2 separate regions of the Sus scrofa genome follow, and region 1 is linked to region 2. Evidence: chromatin contacts called from public HiChIP or PLAC-seq data. All regions are on one chromosome and are shown on one strand. Each heading gives the region's core, a stretch centred on a gene start, on an enhancer-like site or on the middle of the called end of the contact. The rest is flanking DNA. Distances are from core to core; before and after follow the strand shown. Region 1 has its middle 16 kb from the start of PTPRJ. Region 2 overlaps PTPRJ (receptor-type tyrosine-protein phosphatase eta).

Region 1 (7,393 bases), core at 1,595-4,094, 44 kb before region 2:
AACCATCAAATACAGAGAGAAAAGTAACAGAGCAGAGAGGGAAACAGAGAGAGAAAAGTTAAAAGTCTTGTTTGAATGTCTAGATTCATACCTGAAACTAGTACCACCCCTGGAATTCCAAGTTATATGATCCAGACGCACCTTTCTTTTTTCCTCATGTGTTGAGATAGATTTCTATCATTCGGAACCAAAGGCCCAGGGCTCCCAGCTTGATGGTGAATGTTTAGCAGAGATCCCAACCTTCCTCCGTCTGTGACACCTGTGACCTTGACAGGCTGTTAGGATGTGTGTGTGAGGGTTCGGGCCACATGTCCTTCACCTGCCCCCCCATGTCAGCACCCCCTCCCCAACACACACACACACAATCTCCATCTCTACTCTCTTGGTCAAAAAATGGCCCAAGGGAATGAGGAACAAGGAAACCCAGGGTGTCACCACATACCAAGGGCCCTTCAATTCCGCAGTGTCCTCAGAATGCCCTCACAACATCCTTGTTGAGAAACACTGGGGTTAAGAAAAGGCAGTCAAAGAAAAGCTGGCAGGGTGGGCGGGGGTGGGGGTGAATGGGGTCTGTCTGATCCAGGGGGACGTACGAGACCATGTATCTGTTCTCTCACTTTGTTCTTTCACAAAACACACTCCTTTTGCCTTCCATTGGTATTAGGATTATTAATTGGGATATAATTGACACATAACATTAGTTCCAGATGTACAATATAATGATTTGATATTTGTACATACTGTGAAATGATCACCACACTAAGTCTAGTAAACACCCATCATCACGCTAGTTACAAATCTTTCTTTTCTCCTGTGATGAGACCTTTCAAGACTCTTCTCTGAGCAACTTTCAAACATACAATAGTAGTAGTATTTTTTTCTTTTTCTTTTTTTTTTGTCTTTTCACTATTTCTTGGGCCGCTCCCGCGGCATATGGAGGTTCCCAGGCTAGGGGTCGAATTGGAGCTGTAGCTACTGGCCTACACCAGAACCACAGCAACTCGGGATCCGAGCCGCGTCTGCAACCTACACCACAGCTCACGGCAACGCTGGATCGTTAACCCACTGAGCAAGGGCAGGGATCGAACCTCAACCTCATGGTTCCTAGTTGGATTCACTAACCACTGCGCCACGATGGGAACTCCCATTTTTTTCTTTTTAAAAAAAGTTATGTCTTTGGCCTCGCCAGCAGCATGTGGAAGCTCCTTGGGCCAGGAATTGAACCCATGTCACAGCAGTGACTGGAGCCACAGCAGTGACAATGCTGCATTCTTAACCTCTAGAGCGCCCTATTTTTCTATTTATCGCCACACCTGGGTCATATGGAAGTTCCTGGGCTAGGGGTTAAATTGCAGCTGCAGCTGCTGGCCTACATCACAGCCATAGCAACACAAGATCCGAGCCACATTGTGACCTACGCTGCAGCTTGTGGCAATGCCGAATCTTAAACCCACTGAGTAAGATTAGGGATTGAACCTGCATCCTTATGGCTACTAGGTCAGGTTCTTAACCTGCTAAGCCACAATGGGAACTCCTACAATAGCATTATTAACGTGCTGCTCATTACATTCTGTGACTTACTTATTTGAAAGGTGGAAGTTTCTGACACCACCTCCCACTTCGGACACCACCAATCTGCTCTCCATGCAACACATTTTTCTGTTGGGCACCCACGTTGTGCCAGAGTCTAAAATGCTCCCTGCCTTCTCTGCCTTGGTGAGGGAATGTGAAGCACAGTGTATGAAAGATGACAGAAGGAAACTGACTGGTCAGACCCTCCAATTTCTCTCCTTCTCAAAGAAGAAATGATCTTAACATGAAACAGATGAAATCCAGTTTGGCAATGAGAGAGCCTTACTATTGAGTGGGATTTGGGATGTTAAAATGAGGTGTCATATTGAGAGTTAGAATCTCCTTTCCTGAAATGAAGATCTAAACCACCGACAAATCTTTAATAGGAATCTCCTTTAGGTGTAAAGCAAGGGCTTCAAGTGAAGATACTTAGGGTTGAATTCTGATTCCTTTTTTTTTCTTTCTTCTTTTTTTTTGTTTTTTGTTTTTTGTTTTTTTGTCTTTTTGCTTTTTCTAGGGCCACTCCTGCAGCATATGAAGATTCCCAGGCTAGGGGTTGAATTGGAACTGTAGCCGCCGGCCTACGCCAGAGCCAGAGCAACTTGGGATCCGAGCCGCATCTGCGACCTACACCACAGCTCATGGCAACGCTGGATCCTTAACCCACTGAGCAAGGCCAGGGATCGAACCTGCACCCTCATGGTTCCTAGTTACATTGGTTAACCACTGCACCACCACGGGAACACCTTCTTCTTCTTCTTTTTTTAATGGCTGCACCCCTGGTGTATGGAAGTTCCCAGGCCAAGTATTGAATCTGAACCACAGCTGCAGCAATGCTGAATTCTTTAACCCACTGTGCCAGGCTGAGGATCAACCCGAGCCACTGCTGTTGGATTCTTAACCCCACTGTGCCACAGTGGGAACTCCCTGATTCCTTTTTCGGAATGGGTGAGTTTTGACAAATAGCTAAACCTCTCTGAATCTCAGTCTCCTTTGAGTTACTGTGAGCCTTGCATGAGGGTAATATTACGTAATGTGTTTTGAGGGTTGACTATATTCTGGTTCTGATCTAAGCGCTGTGCATGTCTTAACTCACTTAACCTTCACAACGAATGAAGCAACTGAGGCTTAGGAAGGTCACATCCCTTGCCGGTCAGTTGCAGAGCCTGGCTTTGAACTCAGGAAGTCTGGCTCCAGCACTTGTGCTTGTAACAAGCTCCCTTACGGCTGCACTTATTGGCAAATGGAGATGACTCACTTCTTGCAAGCAGCGGAGGGGATGGGGAAGTGGTGAGATTTGCGGGCTTTGCAGCCATGCTGTCTTGGTTCACTCCCTGGGTGTATCGCTCATTAGCTGAGTTATTATGAGCAAGTCACCTAACTTTTCTATCCCTGTCTTGATTTCCTCATCTGTAAAGTGGACCTGATAATAATGTTCTTAGGCTTTATGTGAGAATTGAGTGTGTTAACAAACTTTTTTTTGGTCTCTTGTCTTTTTAGGGCCGAACCTGTGGCATATGGAAGTTCCCAGGCTAGGGGTTGAATTAGAGCTGTAGCCCCTGGCTTCCACCACAGCCACAGCAATGCCAGATCCGAGCCACATCTTCGACCTACGCCACAGCTCACAGCAATGCCAGATGGATTCATAACCCACTGAGCGAGGCCAGGGATTGAACCTGTGTCTCATGGATACTAGTCAGATTTGTTTCCGCTGGGCCATGATGGGAACTCGCACAATAAACGTTGAATTGTACCTGGTACATGGTAAATGCTCAATAATTGCTGCCTACTATTAGCTTTCAGGTCTCTTTGCCTCCTCAGGGAGGTCTGCCCCCGCCCCCTCACCTCCCGCCCTCATCTGACTTATGTTCCTCCTCAGAGCTCCCTGTTCCCTTCCTATCTGGCACTTAGGACTATTTGCAATCATGTATAAGAGCACCCACCTCAGTGTTGTCAGGATGATTAAATGAGATAATGTGAGTAAAGCATCGGGCTGCCTGGCACATGGTTGGCTCTCGGCGAGTGCAAGTTGTTATATTTTTATTACTGTTACTATTAATTTTTTAGGGCTGTACCCATGGCTTATGGAAGTGCCCAGGCTAGGGGTCCAATCGGCCAGCTCACACCACCGCCACAGCCACTCAGGATCCTAGCCGTGTCTGCGACCTACACTGCAGCTCACAGCAATGCCGGATCCTTAACCAACTGAGTGAGGCCAGGAATCGAACCTGAGTCCTCAAGGATACTAGTTTGGGCTTGTTACTGCCGAGCCACCGCGGGAACTCCTATTATCACCATTATTTACCCTGGATTCCTTCGTTGGTTGAAATTACTGAAGTTGTGATGTATTGACAATTTCACCAAATCTAAGGCTCCCATCAATTACAGCCCACACTGTTACTGATGTATTTCTAAGAAACAGAGAACCATGACGCACAGCTTTTCTATCACTTAGAATTTCCATGTTACGCCTATTGAAGGAGCTCTTTTAAGTCTCAGGTAGACAGAGATTTTTATCATGTATCAAGCTGCTCTGTTTCCTTGCCTTTTTAATCCACAATAACTTCTCATTTCAGGGCCAAATCAGCATGGAATCTTTTTTTTTTTTTTTTTTGCCGACATTGTCAGTGGTGATCACACCGACACCTGGGGTGCTAAGCGTGTACAAAACTCATGGGAAAGAAGACAAGAGGGAGAGCTGTGACCAAGATCATGCACATGTGATCAGGAGCAACGACAGCACGACTGTCTCCTGACCTCCAGCAATTTGAGACGCCATCGATTACAACACACGACCTTACCCCAGATGTAAAAATATGAAAAAAGTCACAAGTGGATGGAATACAATATTGCAATGTACATGTCTCCCCCAACAGTTGTGCGGTTCCTGATTTTGTTTTCCAAAAGCCGTCATGATTTAAATGGAACCTAAAAAAAAAAAAAAAAAAAAGGGGGAGTTCCCGTTGTGGCGCAGTGGTTAACGAATCCAACTAGGAACCATGAGGTTGCGGGTTCGGTCCCTGTCCTTGCTCAGTGGGTTGAGGATCTGGCGTTGCCGTGAGCTGTGGTGTAGGTTGTAGACGCGGCTTGGATCCCGCGTTGCTGTGGCTCTGGCATAGGCCAGTGGCTACAGCTCCGATTCGACCCCTAGCCTGGGAACCTCCATATGCCGCAGGAGCAGCCCAAGAAATAGTGAAAAGACAAAAAAAAAAAAAAAAAAAATGGAACCTATTCAGGTTTTCCTTCTAAGGAATGGCTAAATCTTCAACATTGAGCTTTGGTGGGTTAAAGCAATGCTACCTGCTGTGAAAGATAAACCCTAAAACCACATCAGTTAACACTCTAAAGGTTGATTTCTTGCTCATGCTCCTTATTGGCAGCAAGGCCTTCACTCCACATAGTCGTTCAGGGAACTAGGTACGTAAATTTTTGCCAGTTTCAACAAATCATTTTGAGGGCTGCCCTGGGCCCATAACATAGGAAGTTTTATGGGCTGAACCTGGGGGTGGCTTGCACAGCACATTTTTTCCTTACATTCCACTGTCAGATCTTTTTTTCAGGGCCGCACACGCGGCATATGGAGGTTCCCAGGCTAGGGGTCGAATCGGAGCTGTAGCCGCCAGCCTACGCCAGAGCCACAGCAACGTGGGATCTGAGCTGCATCTGCAACCTACACCACAGCTCATGGCAAAGCCAGATCCTTAACCCACTGAGCAAGGCCAGGGATCGAACCTGCAACTTCCTGGTTCCTAGTTGGGTTCATTAACCGCTGTGTCACGACGGGAACTCCTGTTCATTATATTATGGTGGTTTCCTCATGACATTCACTGTTTGAAGTAAGACAATGGGGATATTTGGATGAAGCTCAAAAATGAATAGTGCTGGAGTCTCCTTGTGGTGCAGTGGGTTAAGGAGCTGATGTCACTGTAGTGGCTCAGGTCACTGCTGTGGTGTGGGTTCAGTCCCTGCCTGGGGAACTACCACAGGCCACAGGCATGGCCAAAAATAAGAACAGTGCTTATTACTGTCAGGTATTTTTCTTGCTATGTTTATTTACTTCTTACTGGATCAGTCAATCCCCCCTCCGCCGCTGAACTGTAAATCCATGAAAATAGGGGCCTTGCTATTTTGATTATCCTTACACCTGTATCCCCAGCACAGAATCTAGCAGAGGACTTAGTACACACTTAGAGTTAAAATTTTTTTTCTGCTAAGCTCAATTCTCACTGATGTTGTTGGCTCTTATCCATCATTGCTGGCCTTTGTTCTGCTTCTCCCTGGTTCTAGCTGCATCCCTGTCTCTCCAGGTTCCCCCCATCCATAGCCCTCCCCTGCTTTGTCTTGGTCTCTCCCTGGTCAGAGGGAGCAAAAGACAGCTGGTGGTCACTATCAACTCCTGAAGGGCAGGACTTTGCTTGACACTGTTTTTGGGGCTGTGCCCACGGCATGTGGAAGTTCCAGAGCCAGGGATAGAACCTGTGCCACCCAAGCTACTGCAGTGACAACGCTGGATCCTTAATCTGCTCCACAACAAGAGTATTCCTCACTTCACTTTTTTTTTTTTTTTCTTTTTAGGGACGTACTGGCGGCCTATGGAAGTTACCAGGCTAGGGGTCAAATCAAAGCGACAGCTGGCAGGCTATATCACGGTCACAGCAATCGTGGGATCCAAGCTGCATCTGTGACCTACATCTCAGCTCACAGCAATGCCGGGTCCTTAACCCACTGAGCAAGGCCAGGGATCAAACCTGCATCCTCATGGATACTAGTCAGATTCGTTTCCACTGAGTCACAACGGGAACTCCTTCTCCTATTATTTTTTATGAGTAACACATGGTCATGTTAGACAAATTTAGAAGATAGAAATAAACTAAAAGAGAAAGTGTTAAAATGATCTGAAATCTTATCTCCCATTGTTATCATCTTCATGCATTATTAATTTTCTCTGCGCATATATTAAAATGTTTTACTCTATATAGAATGGCATTCTTTTTATCCTGCTTTCTTCCCCAACAAAACGTTGAGAATATTCTTCCAAATCCATAGGTTTACATCTACGCTATCATTTTAAATATCTAAAGTATTCTCTTATAAGGCTATGCCATATTTATTTATCTAGTCCCCTATTGGTGGGCATTTAGGTTGTTTCTAATGTGCTACTGTATTGAAATTCCTTGCTTACATCTCTCTTTATGCACATGTCAACCATCTAGCTGTTCGTTCAATAGCTTTTTATAGAGTCCCTTCTGTGTGTCAGGATCTTTTCTAGGCAGTGGAGAAACAACCACAGTGGGTTTTCTGGGATAAAATGCCTTTATTAAGAGAAACAGACTCATGGACATAGAGAATAGACTTGTGGTTGCTGAGGGGGCGGGGGGAGGGCGTGGGATGAATGGGGAGTTTGGGGTTAGTAGGTGAAAACTATTACATTTAGAATGGATCGGCAATGAGGCCTACTGTACAACGCAGGGAACTATATCCATTCTATTAGGACAGACCATGATGGAGGATAATATGAGAAAATGAATGTATATATATGTATGACTGGGTCACTACATTGACTTTTTTGTTTGTTTGTTTTTTCATTTTTTTTTAGAGCCACATCTGCATCATATGGGAGTTCCTTGGCTAGGGGTTGAATTGGAGCTATAGCTGCTGGCCTACACCACAGCCACAGCAATGCCAGATCTGAGGAGCGTCTGTAACCTACATCGCAGCTCACAGCAATGCCAGGTCCTTAACCCAGTGAGCAAGGCCAGGGATCAAACCTGCATCCCCATGGACACTAGTCAGATTCTTTACCGCTGAGCCACAAAGGGAG
Region 2 (7,034 bases), core at 984-3,483:
CCTTATGCCATGGGTACAGCTATAAACAAAACAAAACAAAACAAAAATAAACCTTTCACTTTGTAGACCTTGAAACTAAGGCCCAGAAAAGGGAAGCCACTTGCCTAGGACCACACAGCTAGTAACAGAGTGAGCCTAACTTTCTGACTCCACCACCCTGTTCTCCTGGACACTAAAGTTTCAATAGTGAGCCCGTAGGGCGCTCAGGGAATGTATCTGTCTTTGACCTGTTTCTCCACGGGGTGGAGAATTGGATTTCTGGGGTTGAACTCTGATGTGTGCTTGGGCATCTGCTGGGGGGAAACCCGTTCCTTTAGGGAAGAGTTGAAGGTGTGTGCCAGTGTCTAGCGTCTCTGCAGTTTTCAGCCACCCAAGGGGAGGGAGAGCACGCTTGGATCTTGGAGGTGTTGGCTGCCAGATGGTCCCCACCTGCTACCCCCATTTATTGCATTTCTGTCTAATAGAGGAACCAACCCAGTAACCCAAACTGGGAGGCTGAGTTTGGGAGGTGAGTGGGGGAAGGAAAAGAGTCGTGTTCTGTTTAGAATAAAACTTGTTGATAATGACGTTGAAAGTCATTGTCTTACTCATCCTCCTTGGAGATAAGTCTCACAATGGGTGGTATCTGGGGTGCAGAGTTTCCCCTGTGAGAACACAGTGAGATGAACTTTGTGTGGGCTGCCCTGTTAAAAACAAGAAGCCATAGGTTGGAAACAACCAAAATGTTAAGCGGCGGGGGATTGTGGAAACCATGGATTATGACGCAGTCATCACAAGTGCTTTGAAAGAACACTTCATGATACGGGAAGGGGAAGAGGTTCATAACATAAGACCTTTACAGTTGTGGGCTACAGAGTAAAGTGGAAACCCAGTTGGGTAACACAATCAGTCAGACTTCAAACTCAAAAACATGTTTTGCAAGGATACGGGAGTACTATAGTGCGGTCTTTAAAAAAAGCCTGATGCGGCAGCTCTAGGCCAAGGCCCGGCTCTGCCCCTTAATTGCTGAGTGCCCTTGGGCAAGTGCCTGGACCTTCCAAGCTTGGGCAGGTCATCTGGAGTTTGGGAGAAGTATCTTGCCTCTGGGCTGTAAGAATTCAGGGAGATATCTGGGCCTTCAGAGGCAGGCAGGGCTTGCCTCTGACCTTGGACCTCCTCCTCGGGTTGTTGCACTGTGGTTGTTGTCAGGCCAGACCGTATTACTGCTGCTTCAAGCCCGTCAGAGCCGCTGGTGCCTTCTGGATGCTGGACCTGTGCAGCGTGTGGGCTCATGTTGCCGTGTTTCTTGCCGTGTCCTCCAGTGTGCTGTGCCCTTTTTCTTGCCACCAGTCCTGTCCACCTGCTGAAATTACTCTTGTATTTTGCCTCCCTTAAATAGATGGGGTCACCCCAGGGTGCCACGTCACAGGGAATGCTTTGCTGGTACCAACCTTGCACATCAGCTGGTTTCGATCCACACCCTCTGAGTGGTGCTAATTGAATGGACCGCAGCCCCAAGGTGGTGGTTTCAAGGTTGGCAACCAGGAGGCTTTGTTGGAAGGCCTACCACCCACAGTGTTGAGTGCCATGCCTCTCCATTCAGCATGGTCCCCTGAGCCTGCTCTGTGCCACGCCCTGTACTGAGTCTCAGGGGAGTAGGAATGGAGGGTCACGTCTCAGTAGTCAAGGGCCTCACGTTCTAGTGCGGGAAAGAAGGCGCGCCTGCTCTGGACACGGTTGGACGGGGGAGGAGGGAATGGAGAGAAAGGGGGCTGGGCCCTGAGAGAGGATGGCTCACGGGTCTCAGCCCCCTTCCTGTCCCTGGCACTTAGCCCAGGGCCTGCACACAGGGCTGCTGAGAATGCAGCTCAGGGTTGCATTCAAGATGTCCAGCTCTGCGGGGCAGAAGTCAGATGACCAGTAATGTTAAAATGACACTTGGGCTCATGTTCACCTATAGGCCGCTTGAATTTCTTTCAAACACACGTACGAGGTGCCTAGAACTAGGAGGACCGGGACTCTGGCAGCTGGGTAGGTCCACATGAGGTGTGGACACAGGCCACAGCAGCCTAGGGGCACAGAGGGGCCTGAGGTCAAGGCCAGGGTTCAGCTAGAAGCCTGGGCGGGTACTCGGTCCTCAGTACTCGGTAAATAATTAACAGTCGTTTCAGGAATGAGTGAATGTGCACCAGAACCTGCGGGGTGGAGCCGAGGCTGGGAGCAGCCCTCTGCTGCCCGGAAGTGCTTGGTAAACACTCGTTAATCATTTCCTGCCCAGCGAGCCCTGTGGGTGCCCAGGAGAGCCCTGGTTCGCATGGGGGAGGGGGTGCTCGTCACTGAGATGCCTGGCCTCCTGCCCGCCTGGCCCTCTGGGAGCTGGGGGGTGGCACCTTCCAAGGCAGCAGCCAGAGTGTCAGCCAGGGGAACCTGTTGCCAGGCGGCCTCTCGGCTTAGTGAGCACAACAGAAACTCGTGATGCCCCGTGTGGGCTGCCAGCCAGGGGCTCCTGGACAGACACACACCCAGGTCCTCTTCCCGGAGCCTCTTCCCAAAAAGTGCTGCCCTCCCTGGGGGTTCTGAGGACCCTTGTCTCACGCCCGACTTTGGGGATCTTTGCTTTGACTTGGATATTTCTCTGCATGCAGGTCACCCTGAGCCAGGAGTCTGGGAATTGGTCTTGCTGAAAGAGTGGGTTCTAGAATGTTCTGGGGCAGCCAGAGTGTCTGTATGTCCAGACCAAGGGAGCTGGTTAGGTCCAAAGGATCTGTTTGATTTTTTAAAAAATGCCTTGTGTTCCCAAGCTAGGAGGTGGTGGTGGTGGAGGGGGTCGGCTTGGAAACTGAGCATGCTCTCTGTTCCTTGGCTGTTATGGGACCATATCTTTATCTTCTGGGTGGCCCCGTTCCTTCTTAGGATCAGTCGGAGTCCTTAAGTTCTCAAGAACACTTGTGGTCTAGTTTCCATTCTGTGGGGGCAAGCAAGTTTGGAGAATTCTGGGCCAAGCAAAATCAAACGTATCTTTCTTGTAAGACTTCAAGGAACCTTCCACGTGCTTAGGACTCTTTCAGAGGGAGACGGATATTCAACTTTTTTCCCAAGATTTTTGTTTTACCTCATGTCTGTTTATTTCTGTATTTATTTCTTTTTTCTTTTTTTTTTTTAAGGGCTGCAACCCGTGGCATATGGAGGTTCCCAGGCTAGGGGAGTCAGAGCTACAGCTGCCGGCCTACACCACAGCCATAGCAATGCAGGAGCCGAGCTGCGTCTCACGGCAGCGTCAGCTCCTTAACCCACCGAGCAAGGCCAGAGATTGAACCCACAACCTCATGATTACTAGTCAGATTCATTTCTGCTGCATCTCTCTATTTATTTATTTATTTATTTATTATTTTATTTTTATTTTTTGGCTGCCCTGTGGCATATGGAGCTCCCAGACCAGGAATCAGATTCAAGCCGCAGCTGTGACCTATGCTGCAGCTGTGGCAATGCTGGATCCTTAACCCACCGCACCGGGCCTGGGATCAAACCTGTGTCCTGGTGCTGCAGAGAGGCAGATCCTGTTTCGCCACAGTGGGAACTCCTATCTTTCTCTTTAGAGTATCTCACGAGACCAGTGTTTCTAGGAACCTGCTGCAGAAAATTCATGAACTCCACAAATATTTATAGAGTAATTACTATATGTCAGTGGCTATTCTAGGTGCTTGGGATAAATCGATGACCAATTCAGACCAAGAGCTCTACCCTGGAGGAACTTACCTTCTTGTAAAAGCGACGAACTGATCTTTATGGAGGATGTACTGTGTATCAGGTGCATGCCTGATCACCTGTTATCCTGTTTAACCCTCGCACAGCCTGGTCAGACAGATGGACCATTTCACAGATGAGGTAACTGAGGCTCTAGGGCGTAAAGTGACTTGCCGGCGTTGGCTGAATTATCCTTTTTGCAATATGCCTTTGCATTGCAGGAGATGCTGGTGAAGTAAGGAACTCCTGGCAGAGGCATCAGGGTCTGTGGTGGGGATCTGTTAGCATGTTGTTGTGACCTTTTCTAAAGGTCCAGTGGAGAAACTTTTCTGAGGCTCTGAATCAGGCAGGGAAAGATGTGCTTCTCTGGAACAACTGGTTTGTTTTCCTGTTCTGGGCACCGAGAATCTCGTGGCCGATCATGTTTCCCTTTCGCTTTGGTTACTAAGCACCTGAGAGCGAGGTTTGTGGCCTATCTTGACACTTCTGCAGGAAGGCATCATATGGTATTTTTCTATGTGCTGACCTTACCCCAGCCTTTGTTCTTTTTCTTACACTTATTTTCTCTTGGCCCGACTCCCTTGACTGTTTATTTTATTCTTTTGTGTTGTTTGTATTGTTCGAAGCCGCTGTAAATATTCGGTGGCTGGGGCTGAGTATAACTAAATTTAAAAAATAATGGTAAGATGACTTGTGTAAGATCCTCCAGCTAGGTTTTGGGGAGGCAGGCTCTTCCTCTGTCCACCACACAGCCAGCCTTTTGGGGTGAGGATCCACCAAGAGACAGGTCTGTTAGCTTTTGTAGCCACCGTTTTGGGGGTTTTGGAGGAAGCTGGGCTGGCTGAATTGGAGCCCTTGAGGGGGCTTGAATTGACTAGGATGTCTCTCACGTGGTTTGAGCGAAACTCTGGGCTATAGATTTGTTCTCGGTAAGGGCTACTCAGCCTCCCCTTCCTGCTTGCGGTTTCCAGGGGGCACAGACCTCCCTTGGACAGACCGGTGAGCACTGTGTACTCTTTTTTTTTTTTTTTTTTTCTTTTTCCTTTTTCTTTCTTTTTGGCCATGCCCGAGGCATGCAAAAGTTCCCGGGCTGTAGATCGAACCCAAGCCACAGCAGTGACACCATCAAATCCTTAACTGCTAGGCCACCAGGGAACTCAGCACTGTATGCTCCTTGCAGCTACTTCTCGTTCGTTATCCTCACGGCAGCTCGAGAGAGAGGAGGAGCACGTGGTGTTGATGAGGCAAGAGGCCTGGAGTGGCTGAATGGATGTCCTTCCAGGTGGTGCCTGAGCCCGCACCCCAACGCAAAACCAGACAGCTCCCACGAGAGCTCCCTGAACCCCCTGTGGAGGAGACAGCATGGGAGTGGGGAAGAGCTTAGAATTGGGGGTTTGGATCTCATGGGGCTTGGGTATTGGCCGCCACTGTGTGCTTATGGGTCAGTTACGTTTCTGAGCCTCGGTAGCCTCATCTCCAAAACGGGCACCCTAATCCCTGCCCCGCCAACCTCATGGGATCGTTGTGAGAAAATGAAGAAGATGAGCGTGGAAGCACTTGTCTGGTGTGAAGCATGGTGCCCATGTGTTGTGCTCTGTCTACGCTGTGCTGGTGATGAAGATGGTGGTGGGGGAACGTTATAGGAATATTGAGCCCTGTCCCCGTCAGCGTGGTAAACTTGACATACGTTATCTTAATGCACAGAGTCAGCAGATGAGTAGGGACTCTCATATCCCCTTTTTGCAGGTGGAAAAGATTAAGTAGTCTGCTTGAAAAGGATTAAGTACTTTATATAAGGTCACAGAGCTGTTACGTGGTAGAGCTGAGATTGGAACCCAGGCAGCTGACCCTGCAGCGGAACTTATTATCACCACGATCATGGGAAAGGGCAGGAGCCTGGGATCTTTTTGGGCAATGGCATTAACGCACATCAGTGGGGCAGGGGCAGGAAGGACCACCTGGGGGGCAGTGAGTCCATGTGGGTGGTCCCTGGAGGGCAGTGGGGCCTTGGGAACAGCCCTGGGCACCAGAGCTCATCTCTGAGCATCTTATGCCTCATGGGGTTAAAGGAAATAGGGGATGCATAGGTACGAGTCCCTTGCTATAAAAATGTTGGTGATACATGGATGACGTCCTGCACACATGAGGAATGGAGGGTGGTTAGTAGGAACGGCCACCTCCGTTTTTAAAAAGCCGCTTCCTCGCTGTTTTGATCACCCCTGGTATGCCAAATCTTCGTTCGGCCAATTTGGTGAGAATCCATTTTGCAAAGTGCCAGGCACAAGTTACACACCCAGGGATGTTGCTGAGGCTGGGGGCTGGAGTGTGAGTGGCAGGAAGCCCTGGGCCTGCCTTGGGAGAGCTGGGAGGCATCGTAGAAGTGAAGCCCCTGGGATGAGGGGCTCTGAGGGTCCTGGGGCTCTGAGGTGGGAGGGAGAATCCTCTCTTTTCCTTTTCTAGGTCTTTTTTTTCCTTCCCACGTACATGTAATAATAAAACTTTAAAAAATATGTAAAGGGAGTTCCCATCGTGGCGCAGTGGTTAACGAATCCGACTAGGAACCATGAGGTTGCGGGTTCGGTCCCTACCCTTGCTCAGTGGGTTAAGGATCCGGCATTGCCGTGAGCTGTGGTGTAGGTTGCAGATGTGGCTCGGATCCAGCGTTGCTGTGGCTCTGTCATAGGCTGGCAGCTACAGACCCCTAGCATGGGAACCTCTATGTGCCGCGGGAGTGCCCAAGAAATGGCAAAAAGACAAAAAAAAAAAAGTAAAAAGCAGCTCATTGAGACTAGAAGCAGGCCCAGGAGAAACAGGTTAAGTGGGAACAGGATCCTTTTGTAAGGGCCCGTTGGGGGGAGGGGGGGGCTGGCGAGCAAATCCCTCCTTCTGCGGGAGGCGGGGGTGGGGCTCCCTTTAATTAAGCTCGATGCGCTCTGGCTTTGAGTAGGTGACAGACAGCTCTTTTATTTCCTGCTTTGTTCTCTCCCAGGTACAAACTGACCACCGCCTTCATTCATGCAAATGGCAGCTGGCAGCTGCCGGAGGGGGAGGGTTAGATACTTAGGAGGAGAAGGCCGAGGCCTTCCTTTGCCCCCTCTCCTGAGTTTCCCTCTCTCCAGGCTTCCTAGGGGTGTGTGTGTGTGTGTGTGTGTTGGAGGTGGGGAGGCTTCCTAGGAGGCTTCCTAGGGTGTGTGTGTGTGTTGGAGGTGGGGAGGCTTCCTAGGGGTGTGTGTGTGTGTGTGTGTGTGTGTGTGTGTGTGTGTGTTGGGGATGGGGAGGCTTCCTAGGGGTGTGTGTGTGTTGTGGGGTGG

What was found. HiChIP or PLAC-seq counts read pairs in DNA pulled down with a chosen protein or histone mark.
Region 1: a contact with region 2 is called in an H3K27ac HiChIP or PLAC-seq map of alveolar macrophages. The contact joins two enhancer-like sites. A contact is called at or near these places in 1 of 5 promoter capture datasets (liver), 1 of 47 Hi-C or Micro-C datasets (liver) and 1 of 2 datasets of contacts at active chromatin or transcription factors (alveolar macrophages).

What each region holds. Positions count from the first base shown.
Region 1 is chr2:14,737,007-14,744,399 of Sscrofa11.1, reverse strand. No RefSeq gene overlaps it. Among named protein-coding and RNA genes, the nearest start is that of PTPRJ, 16 kb to the right of the region's middle. Within about 2 kb of position 2,844, at least 6 of the 83 cell types and tissues checked have an H3K27ac peak or open chromatin away from gene starts, as enhancers often do. A contact at or near this core is called in alveolar macrophages, where this site is marked.
Region 2 is chr2:14,693,155-14,700,188 of Sscrofa11.1, reverse strand. All of the region lies in intron 1 of PTPRJ (receptor-type tyrosine-protein phosphatase eta), which reads left to right. Among named protein-coding and RNA genes, the nearest start is that of TRNAE-UUC, 20 kb to the right of the region's middle. Within about 2 kb of position 2,233, at least 46 of the 83 cell types and tissues checked have an H3K27ac peak or open chromatin away from gene starts, as enhancers often do. A contact at or near this core is called in alveolar macrophages, where this site is marked.